Linked DNA regions of Mus musculus: region 2 is linked to region 1. Evidence: chromatin contacts called from public Hi-C data. All regions are on one chromosome and are shown on one strand. Each heading gives the region's core, a stretch centred on a gene start, on an enhancer-like site or on the middle of the called end of the contact. The rest is flanking DNA. Distances are from core to core; before and after follow the strand shown.

The links. Hi-C and Micro-C count contacts between places; a contact is called where the count stands out from the background.
Region 2: a contact with region 1 is called in a Hi-C map of uterus, with 2.0 times the contacts expected there. The contact joins the enhancer-like site here to the promoter of Nmi in region 1. A contact is called at or near these places in 2 of 39 promoter capture datasets (cranial neural crest and liver), 17 of 484 Hi-C or Micro-C datasets (the AML12 cell line, the G1E-ER4 cell line, the HL-1 cell line and 12 more), 3 of 115 datasets of contacts at active chromatin or transcription factors (the SCID.adh cell line, bone marrow-derived macrophages and embryonic stem cells) and 2 of 9 other capture datasets (liver and pancreatic islet).

The regions. Positions count from the first base shown.
Region 1 is chr2:51,970,499-51,975,756 of GRCm38.p6, reverse strand. Nmi (N-myc (and STAT) interactor) reads left to right here and starts at 2,549. Exons shown (of 9, transcript NM_001141949.1): 1 at 2,549-2,848; 2 at 3,130-3,169.
Region 2 is chr2:52,049,806-52,055,361 of GRCm38.p6, reverse strand. It overlaps Tnfaip6 (tumor necrosis factor alpha induced protein 6), which reads right to left. Exons shown (of 6, transcript NM_009398.2): 4 at 4,291-4,519; 5 at 3,018-3,058. Among named protein-coding and RNA genes, the nearest start is that of Tnfaip6, 14 kb to the right of the region's middle. Within about 2 kb of position 1,576, at least 14 of the 459 cell types and tissues checked have an H3K27ac peak or open chromatin away from gene starts, as enhancers often do. A contact at or near this core is called in granulosa cells and uterus, where this site is marked.

The DNA.
Region 1 (5,258 bases), core at 1,300-3,799:
CCAGAAAGAGAACGACTCTTCTTCACTGGGCAGAGCTTGATGAGCATTAGGAACCGTCAAAGCCTACCTACGCAGTGACACGCTTCCTCTGACAAGGCTACACCTCCTAATAGTAGCACTTCCCATGAGCCAAGCATATTCAAATCACCACAGCAGGTAAAAATGTTTGACGACTTAGATCCATCCCAGAGCCCAGATAAAAAAGCCAGATGCAGTGGCCCACTGATGTCTGTATTTCTTGTACTCCCACTTTTTGGTGGGAGGGAAAGATGGGAGGGGATCATCTAGAAGCTCCCGTGGCACCTGGCACCGTCCCCCTCGTCCCAACACTGACAAAAGCAAAGGATGGTTGTGTCTCAAAGTCTCCTCCCCACCCATCCCTTAGCTTCTCCTTAAGTCTACATCAGATTAGATCTTTGTGGTCATTCTTATGCCTCCTAGTATATATCTCCTTCCAAAACAAGGATAAGGACAGGATGAAAAATTTACTAAATAACTCATTTTTTGTCCAAAGACAAAAATTACAACTATTTTAGTTTAAAAACCAAGTTGACTTTTTGTGATTCTAGAATCAGAGTCTGACAAGTTGGGCAGATACTTGTTTCATAGATCAAAAAAGCAAGGGGGTGGCTGAAGAATGTACCCCCCAAAAACACCCAAGCATGCTGTTAAAAAACACATTTTTAGATTTATTTTTATTTAATGGGTTTGTGTTTTGTCTTCATGTATCTGCATCTCTAGTCTGCCCACAGAAGCCACAGAGGGCATTCATTTTCTGGAACAGAAGTGACAGCAGGCTGTGTGGAGCTGGGAATAGAACCTAGTGTCTCTGCAACAGAAACGAGTGCCTTTAATCACTAAGTGATCTCTCTAGCACCCCAAAGGCCGTTTTAAAGATCTTGTGTTGTAAAGGTTAAAGCTATTATTCTGCCGTGTAGAACTGGTTTGCTTAGGGACTTGGCTGTGACTTCTCAGCTGATTTCTCGGAACAATAACTTTCTTTTTGGCAACCTGGGATTTCAGCATAAGTGACTTCGCTTTTGCTCTGGAACTCAGTCCAAATCAATGACTTCTTATGAGTTTTAATTGACATATTCATGGTCCTGCTCAAATTCAGAAGAAAACCTAAGTAATACTCAGACCACTTCTTTCTTTCTTTTTTTAAAAATTTTTTTAATTAGGTATTTTCCTCATTTACATTTCCAATGCTATCCCAAAAGTCCCCCATACCCACCCCCCCCCACTCCCCTACCCACCCACTCCCCCCTCCTGGCCCTGGCGTTCCCCTGTACTGGGGCATATAAAGTTTGCAAGTCCAATGGGCCTCTCTTTCCAGTGATGGCCGACTAGGCCATCCTTTGATACATATGCAGCTAGAGACAAGAGCTCCGGGGTACTGCTTAGTTCATATTGTTGTTCCACCTATAGGGTTGTAGTTCCCTTTAGTTCCTTGGGTGCTTTCTCTAGTTCCTCCATTGGGGGCCCTGTGATCCATTCAATAGCTGACTGTGAGCATCCACTTCTGTGTTTGCTAGGCCCCCACTTGTTTCTTTTTTAAAATAAGTAATTTGTTTATTCACTTTATATCCCAACATCAACTCTTCCTCTCCTCCCAGTCCCACCCTCTCACATCTTCTCAGCCCTTCCCCATCTCCTTTCCGAAGGGGAAACCCACCCCTGTGTATTACGTCCGGATAGCCCCATTCCTTATCCAGTGCACCACTCACTGAGTGTTTGTTCTTTCTAATTGGGCTGACAACTCAAAAGAAACCCTTAACCTGTTTTAAAAGACAGGGTCTTACTATGTGGCTCTGGTGTCACTGAAAAGTAGGTCCTATCACTGCCTTCACCACCCCCACCCCCCTCCCCGTGTCCACATCCTACCCAGACAAGGTCTCTCTGTGTAGCCTTAGCTGTTCTGGAACTCTGGCCTTCAACCTTCAACTCACAGAGATCCTGCTACCAACTAGGGGCCCCATCACTTTTTTTTTTTTTTTTTTTTAAGACAGGGTTTCTCTGCATAGCCCTGGCTGTCCTGGAACTCACTCTTAAGACCAGGCTGGCCTCGAACTCAGAAATTCACCTGACTCTGCCTCCCAAGTGCTGAGATTAAAGGCGTGCGCCACCACTGCCCGGCTCCATCACTGTTCTTGATGGAAAGAATTTTGCTTCTGCCAAGTGCATCATTTTATTCCGAGCCGTTAGTTAGTATGCACAGATATAGAGCGCCACCATGTAGAAGGGAGGCCCTGATAGCTCTTTGCTGTCTTCCACAGCTCTGTGCTCATGTGCTGCCTAGCTGTGGAGTAACCAGTTCTTGATGTAGGATTAGGGAACACTGCCGTTCTTGACGGAAGCCAGCTATTTTTCTAGCAAAGGAAAAGTTCACATCTAGCGATGTGTTTGTTTACAAAATCTTCACAACAAAAACAAAGCTTAGAAGAAAACTTTCAAGGGTCATAAAATCCAACCCAGGAAGCAGCTTTCTCAGCTTCCTGGTTTATCTTGTGCTTGTGTCAAACTTTATAACCGTCTAAAAAGTTACAGAGAGAGGATTTGCATAGAGAGCTCTGGTTTCCATCCAGCTTTTCAACAGCGTGTTCCGCATAATGCACATAAATAAGCTTTTCTAAGCAGGTCTCGGAGTTACTGCCAATAATAAGAGACAGCAGCAATGGCGCCCTGGACGAAGTCCTCAGGGCATGGAGCAGAAGCATCCTGTTTCTAATAACCGAAAGTGAAAGTAAGGCCTGGGACTGAGCGCTGCTCGTCGCTGAAGCCAGGTTAGTGTTTTCGAGGTAGAGTTCAGTTCTAAGGCACCGGCTTCCGGGAGCTGCGCAGCGAGCGGGTGAGTGCTTGATCCATCCTCGGTCCGCCGCGTCCCTGCGGTCCCACCACCCGCGCTCAGGGATGCTCCACCCGGCGCGCGGTGGGCGGCGGCTTCCAGCGCCGCGACTCGGGGTCTGGGTCCCCAGTGCGCTGCCTGGAGACTCGCCCGCTCCAGGCGCTCCGGCCATGGGTTGCTTCCCTTCCTGGGAAAAGGAAACTTACAGTCATTGGGACTGGCTCCAGAAGGTTCTTAGAAAAATGGATTTCTCAGGAAGACTATTATTTGTATTTCTTTGGCAGGTGCTGAGTTCTGTAGTCCTGCCTCACTTTTTCAGAATATGTAAGTTGTTGTTGTTGTTGTTGTTGTTGTTGTTGTTGTTGTTGTTGTTGTTGTTTTTGGAAGGAGATGTTGAAAGGAGAATATTCAATGTAAGTTCTAGCGGGCACTGGTTTGGGTTAAGAGGACTCCTGCTCCAAAGGCACCCGAGCTACCTTGTGTGCCCCGAAGGAAACTTCCTGTGTCCTGTCCAGCCAGGAGAGAGGGAAAGCAGCAGGTTCCACTGGGCCAGAGAATGAAATCACCTCTCCTTTACTCCCCACAAAAAGCTCTTGAACATTCACCAATCAGTTATTCTGTTCCGGTCTCCCCGGCCCTGACTTGCAGAGAACTTAACTGTGAACCAATCAGTTCAGTTTCTGCATTTTCAGCTTTCTTCTCTGCCTATAAAGCAAACTTCTGCATAGCAGTGAAAACATTTGAGGCAACTGCTTTCTATTTACATTGTGCTGGCTTTGAACTCTTGATCCTCCTGTTACAGACCTGTGCCACTACACTCAGACAGACCACTTACTCGATTTATTCAATCAAGTGTGCCCTGATTGTAAAAGAAATTCAATTAGGATCTTTTAATTGTTAACATTGTATCCATCTTTTGACTTGTTTCTGGTCTATACAACATGGATACATTATAATTTCTTCCTTCCTTCCTTTCTTTTAATTTAATGTATATGAGTACTCTGTAGCTCTCTTCAGACACACCAGAAGAGGGTATCGGATCCCATTACAGGTGGTTGTGAACCACCATGTGGTTGCTGGGAATTGAACTCAGGACCTCTGGAAGAGCAGTCAGTGCTCTTAACCGCCGAGTCATCTCTCCAGCCCATTTTCTTCCTTCTTTATGCTGCCAGGAACTCTGTGTACCCGCCCCCCGCACCCCCCCCCCGATATAAGTATCCCTAGGAAAATGAGATGATTTTTTTTTAAGTTTACTGCCATAATAAATTACATGGCCTTGGTGGCTTATGCATACATGTGTGTGCATGTACACACTTTTCAATTTAAAAATACTTACTTTTAGTACTATTTTAAAATTAGATTGTGTGTGCCCGTGTGTGCCTGTGTGTGCCTGTGTGTATCCGTGTGTGCCCGTGTGTGTCTGTGTGTGTCTGTGTGTCAGTTGTAGGCATCTGCGGCTCTCCCTGGATAAAGTAAAAGGGCTAGCAGAGCTGTCTTCTGTTCTGGGAGCTCTCTCGGGATGAACTCATTCCGTCTCCATTTCCAAAGTTAGGACCAGCATTGCTTCTCTGATCATGTTTCTGTGTTCAGTCTAACTCTGGTGTTATCCCCTTCTTACTCTAGAGGGCCTTCTGGATCATGTTAAGTTTTCACACACAATGCAGGATGATCTGCATATTGTGTGTGTGTGTGTGTGTGTGTGTGTGCACTCGCGCAGGCTAGCACGTGCATATGTGTACATACCTGAGCATGCACCTGTGGAGGCCAGAGGTGGAAGGCTGGATATTGTCTTCTCTTTTGCTCCACCTTAATTTCTGAGTCAGGCTCTCTCAATGGACCTGGACTTTGGCTAGACTGAGAGTGACTTTCAGGACACCTTCGAACCTTGCCCAGGATGGGAAGTACCAGTGCTTACCCAGCAAGCTCTTTACCCTGGAGCCATCTCTCCAGGTTCCACCTCTGTATTTTACAATCAGCATCCTGAATTCAGTTTGCAGCCTTAAATCTTCTCTGCAGTGTAATCTAATGTTTTCACAAGTTCTTGGGACTAGAACATGGATGTCTTTGAAGGTGTCATTTTTCTGCTTACTATAAGATTGCTTGAAAGGGAAGAATTACCACATATTCCACACAGTGTGAAAGGGAAAATATTTAGATGAGAAATATGATGAACACATTCTGGGGGCGCTATGTAATAGACCACTTACAGCAAGAGATTTTAAGAATATTGGTGTTTTGGGCTGGAGAGATGGCACAGAGGTAAGAGCACTGACTGCTCTTCCAGAGGTCCTGAGTTCAGTTCCCAGCAACCACATGGCGGCTCATAACCATCTGTAATGGGATCCGATGCCCTCTTCTGGTGAGTCTGAAGACAGTGACAGTGTACTCATATATAAAAATATATCAAAATAAA
Region 2 (5,556 bases), core at 327-2,826, 81 kb before region 1:
GTGGTGGCCTCTACCAGTCTGTGAGTTAAAGGCTAACCTGATCTATATAGTGATTTCCTGACCAGCTAGGGTTATAGAGTGAGAGTGTGTCTATAACAAGATGATAATGCTAATGAAATGATAATAATAATAGTAAATTGATCAATAAGCTAATATACATATTTTTAAAAAGAAAACCAAGAAATAAACCTAGAGGCCTACTTCCTATTGTGGACTTAAAATGCACTTTAACATGTTGGCCAGAAAGTGCCAAAATACAGGACTATTTCAGGGGGAACGATTTAATAGAACATTATTATTGTGTGTATGGATGTGTTGTTGACATTTGTGCGTGTGAGAGCTTGCCATAGTGTGCACATGAGGTCAGAGGTCAACTTTGTGGAGGTGAATCTTCCTTTCCACTTTTACCTGCAGAGGCATCTTTTAAAAATTGTTGTTTTATTTTTATATTTACTTCCATTATATAACATGCATGAGTGCTTTGTTTGCATGTATGTATATGTGTGCAGCACATAAAAGTCTGGTCTCTTCAAAGTCAGAAGAGGGCATCAGAGCCTCTGGAACTGGACTTAGGGATGTTGGTAGGCCACCGTGTGAGTGCTGGGAACTGAAGCTGGGACTCTGCAAGAACTAGTACTCTTCCCCCCCCCCCCCCCCCCAGACAGTGTTTCTCTGTATAGTCTTGACTGTCCTGGAACTCACTTTGTAGACCAGGCTGGCCTCGAACTCAGAAATCCACCTGTCTCTGCCTCCCAAGTGCTGGGATTAAAGGCGTGCGCCACCACCGCCCGGCAAGAACTAGTACTCTTAACCTCTGAGCCATCTTGGTAGCCGTGGAAGCCTTTCTTAACTTAGATCCTCAATCCATAAATAAATTAAAAAGAAACAAGCATATATATGACATGTTATTACAGATATGACCTTGAGTCAAGAGACTAGGTGATCTTTGCCAAAGACACAGAGTTGATATGTCTGGCTGAGGCTAACCCAAGTCCAGGCCGCCTGGCTGCAGACTTCATGTTCCATTCGTCACACTGTATTTTTCTGACACTGGAAGAAATATATATATATATATATATATATATATATATATATATATATATATATATATATTTCTATGATATATATCATATATATATATTTCTATGATATATATCATATATATATATAATATATGATATGTATTACTTGTACTGTAAAAGAAGCCCTGGTTGGCAAGGCATGGCTTGAATTATTCAGACTGAGACTGGAGGATCAGGATTTTGGTTTCGATTTTTCAGCTACATAGAATTGAAATCCAATCTTAGTTGGGACCCTGTTTCAAACTTTGTAGGTGGTAGTCCTGAGACTGTATGTAGCCTAGGCTAGCCTTAAATCCCTGCATGGTCCTCCTGCCTCTGCATCCACACCCAGCTCTGCTGTTGGTTTTTGAAGAAAAACCTTCAGGCCCCAACTCCCTAGTAAAGCCCTAAAGCCAATGTCATTCAGATGTTCTGTTAACATAGAGTCTGCTCTGGAGAAAAGAGAGATAAGAGGTTTATTTATAGTGGGTTTCCCTGGATTGCAGCAATAACAAATTAATACGCTTTCAACAGTAATCATTCAAGGACAGAGCAGAGAGCTTCGAAGCTTGTAAAAATGACACCTCAGAACTCCGTGGCAAGACTGGGTGGGGCAGGCACTGAGAAGGACTTGGCACTGCCTTTGCTGGGCCCTGAGCTGTGCTGTTCTTAGGTGTGAAGCAGTGTGATAATTTTATGACTTGGAGAGAAAACAGAAGCTATCAGAATGCCAAGTGCAGGCGCTGGAAAGAGAAAGAAAACAAAGATTTCCGAGAAATGACTTTTAGCTAAAAGTTAAAAAAGAAAGGAAAAAAAAGCAGTTTAGGATAACTTAAAGAGGAGCGTTGCCTACTGTGATTAATTTAGGTTACTAGGGGCATCTTTTGAGGGTATTATTTCTTAGAACATGGTATATGAAATAACTTCGGAGTTTGTGTTTGTGTGTGTGTGTGTGTGTGTGTGTGTGTGTGTGTGTGTGTGTGTAAAAGTGAGATTCAGCAAGCATTGCCTCGTATTTCTAGCCTTTTGAGATTTACTGCATAAATTAGCATTCAAAAAGAATCCTGTGGTGGCCAAACAAGAGACCTTTGAAACCTTTTTAATCACGACTTAGCCTCCAGAACTTCTTTTTTCTGTGTTGTTGTTGTTGTTTTGGGGTTCTGTTTTGTTTTATCCAAGACAGGGTTTCTCTGTGTAGCCTTGGCTGTCTGGAAACTCAATCTGTAGACCAGGCTGGCCTGATTTCGCCTCCTGAGAGCTGGAATCAAAGCCATAACTGCCTGGCTTAACAACTTCTCTTTTCTTTCTCTCTCTCTTTCTTTCTTTCTTTCTTTCTTTCTTTCTTTCTTTCTTTCTTTCTTTCTTTCTTTCTCAATTTTTTATTAGATATTTTCTTCATTTACATTTCAACAACTTCTCTTTTCTTATGCAATGGCTGCTGAAAGTATCTCTAGAACTGTAAGGGATGTTATACTGGAAAAGGAGTGTGATACTAAGAATGCTTTTGTTTACTACAGTGAGTGTTGTGTTTACTTGATAATTCTTTTATGGATGCGTATTTTCTGTCATTATTATTATTATTATTATTATCATCATCAACATCGTCATCTGTGCTGGGAGTCAAACCCAAGGCCACTGCATATGCAAAGCAAGGACCCCACTACTGAGTGCATTGCCAGTCTTTACACATTTATTACCACTCTGGACCCTTGTGCCAACAGCAGTTCTTAGGGACTGGTGGATTTAAGCTGTTGCCTGCCAACAAGAGCTGTCCACACACATCATTTTGATCACAGAGTTGGCCAAAGTCTTAACAATAAAAACTGACACTATTGCAAGCTAATGAACTGTCTCAAGTTTCAGTTCTCTCAAGTGTAAAGGGCGAATGAATGGTAATAACTTGGAGGACGCTGCGTGGAAAAACAAATGGAAATTTTGCAGTGACTTGGGTATTACCTGTGCTAATGATGTCTTCTGGAAGTTCATCACCACAGTATCTGAAAGGGAATTTTTAGAAAAGAGCGGTCACACACACAAAGAAGCACACAGCTATTGTTTTGGCTCATATTTATAACTAAACACTTTATTCCCCACAAATAATGGCTCACTTTTCTCTAATTACAAGAAACTTATTTTTCAGATGGGGTCCCACTCATTTAGCCCTGACTGACCTGGCACTCACTCACTATGTAGACCAGAGAACTGCTTGCCTCTTTGCTTCTGCTTCCCAATGAATCATTTTAATTTTAATTTTTTTTTTCTTTTTTGATTCTTTGAGACAGGGTTACTCGGTGTACCCTGGCTGTTCTGGAACTCATTCTGTAGATCAGATTGGCCTCAAACTCAGAGATCCGCCCGAGTGCTAGGACTGAAAGCATGCATCACCACTGCCTGGCTATCTTTAACTTCTTCTTTTTTTTTTTTTAACATGGAGTTGGGGGCAGAAGAATCAAGCTCAAGGTCATTCCCAGTTACATAGTGAGTTTGAGGCTAGCTTGGGCTACAGAAGACTTAGCCTGTAACCAAAATGAGAGCGAGGGAGGGAGAGACTGACTTGAACATTTTAACAGACATTCCATTCCCCACGTTTTTAGTCATGTGAAAGTTTGAATAATTAATCAATGGCAGCTGTCAGTGCTTTTATAATTAGTATAGGTACAGCCTGCTAAGAAAAAAATCTTTTCTTGGCACGTTATATGAAAGCCAGGTGTGAAGAAGTATGCCCGTATAACCAGCACTTTGGAGGTGGAGGCAGGAGGATCATGAGTTCAAGGCCTGCCTGAACTACATAATGACCTTAAGGCCAGCCTGCAGTCCCAGGTCTCCAGACAAAGAAAAGGACAGGAGGAGACGGGAGACATGGCTCAGGGGTTAAGAACATTGACTGCTCTTCCAGAGGTTCTGAGTTCAATTCCTAGCAACCACATGTAATGGGATCCTATGCCCTCTTCTGGTGTGTCTGACAGCTATGTACTCATATACATAAAATAAGTAAATCTTTAAAAAAAGAAAGAGGAGAGGAGGGTTGGGGAGGAAGAAGAGGAGAAATGAGAGGAGAGGGACGCGGAGAAGAAAGGGGAGAAGAAGGAAAAAGGATTACTTTCTGCTGGAGAGAGTAGAAATACTGATAATGAACAATTTTCACAGGAACAGTGGAGGGAAAGCTAAAGGAGTGTCAGGTCAATACCGGAAGTTCTCTGACCACGCTGGGTAGGGAACCAACTCCTACCTTCCTACAAAGCCGTGGACGTCATCATAACTGTCATAGATTTCTACATAGTCAGCCAAGCAGCCTGGATCATGTTCAAGGTCAAAGTCCAAAAAGCTCAGGTGAATTCGCTGACCGTACTTGAGCCGAATGTGCCAGTAGCAGACCTGGTTGTCATCGTACTCATTTGGGAAGCCCGGGGATTTAAAAATTCGCTTCGGATCTGTGAAGACACCACCACACTCCTTTGCTGGAATAGGAAAAGAAAGCTCACTTAGACCTTATGTATTATTTTTATATGAAATACTAAAGAAATCACAATACATGATCTATAATACGTTGTATAAACTTGTAGCTGGTAATTATTTCTAAATTTTCTTTAAACTTTAAATTTTTATTCTCTCTCTCTGTGTGTGTGTGTAACCATGCCTGGCTATTGTTTGCTTGTTAGCATGAGTTCTGGCAGTTTCATCTCAGCACCTAAGAGGCAAATTTCTGTGAGTTCAAGGCCAAACTGTCTACATAAGAAATTCCAATAAGTCATTGTTGTGTAAAAAGACTCTGTCTCAATAAACAAAAACACTGTCATCATCAATAACAGAAAGTTTATTCTGGATTTTGAATTCAGGTCTTCAATCTTGCAAAGCAAGCACTAAACTGGCTGTGTTATCTCTCCAACTTAAAAACTTTTTCTAAAAATACTCTTTTTTAAAAAAATGGAAATTTTATTTGTAGCTCAGGTTAGCCTTAAAGCTTCAATTTTCTTGCCTCAGTCCATGGAATGCTAGGATTCGGTCATGTGTTACCAGGTCAAGCAAGAATACATTCAATAAGTAGCCATTAATATTGTTATATGTCTTTTAAAGACAAGGTCTCATATAGCCCAAGCTAGCCTTGAACTTGCTATGTAGCCAACACAGTTCTTGAGCCTTGATCTTCCTACCTATATCTTCCACTTGCTGGATTATAGGCCTGTACAACCAGGCCTGGCTATTATTTTAATTGGTAAAGAGAACATTCGTACATATTGACAATGGTGATGCACTCTAGAAACAGAGGTAGGCGAACCTCTGTGAGTTTGAAGCCAGTATAGTAGTCTATATAGTGAATTCAAGGCCAACCAGGGATACACAGGGATACCCTGGAGAAAGAGGGAGGAGGAGGGAGGAAGGGAGGGAAGAAAGGAAGGAGGGAGGGAGGAAGAAGGAAGGAAAGGAGGAAGGAAGAGAGGAAGGGAGGGAGGGAAGGAGGGAGGGAAGAAGAAATAGAGGGAGGAAGGGAGAAAGG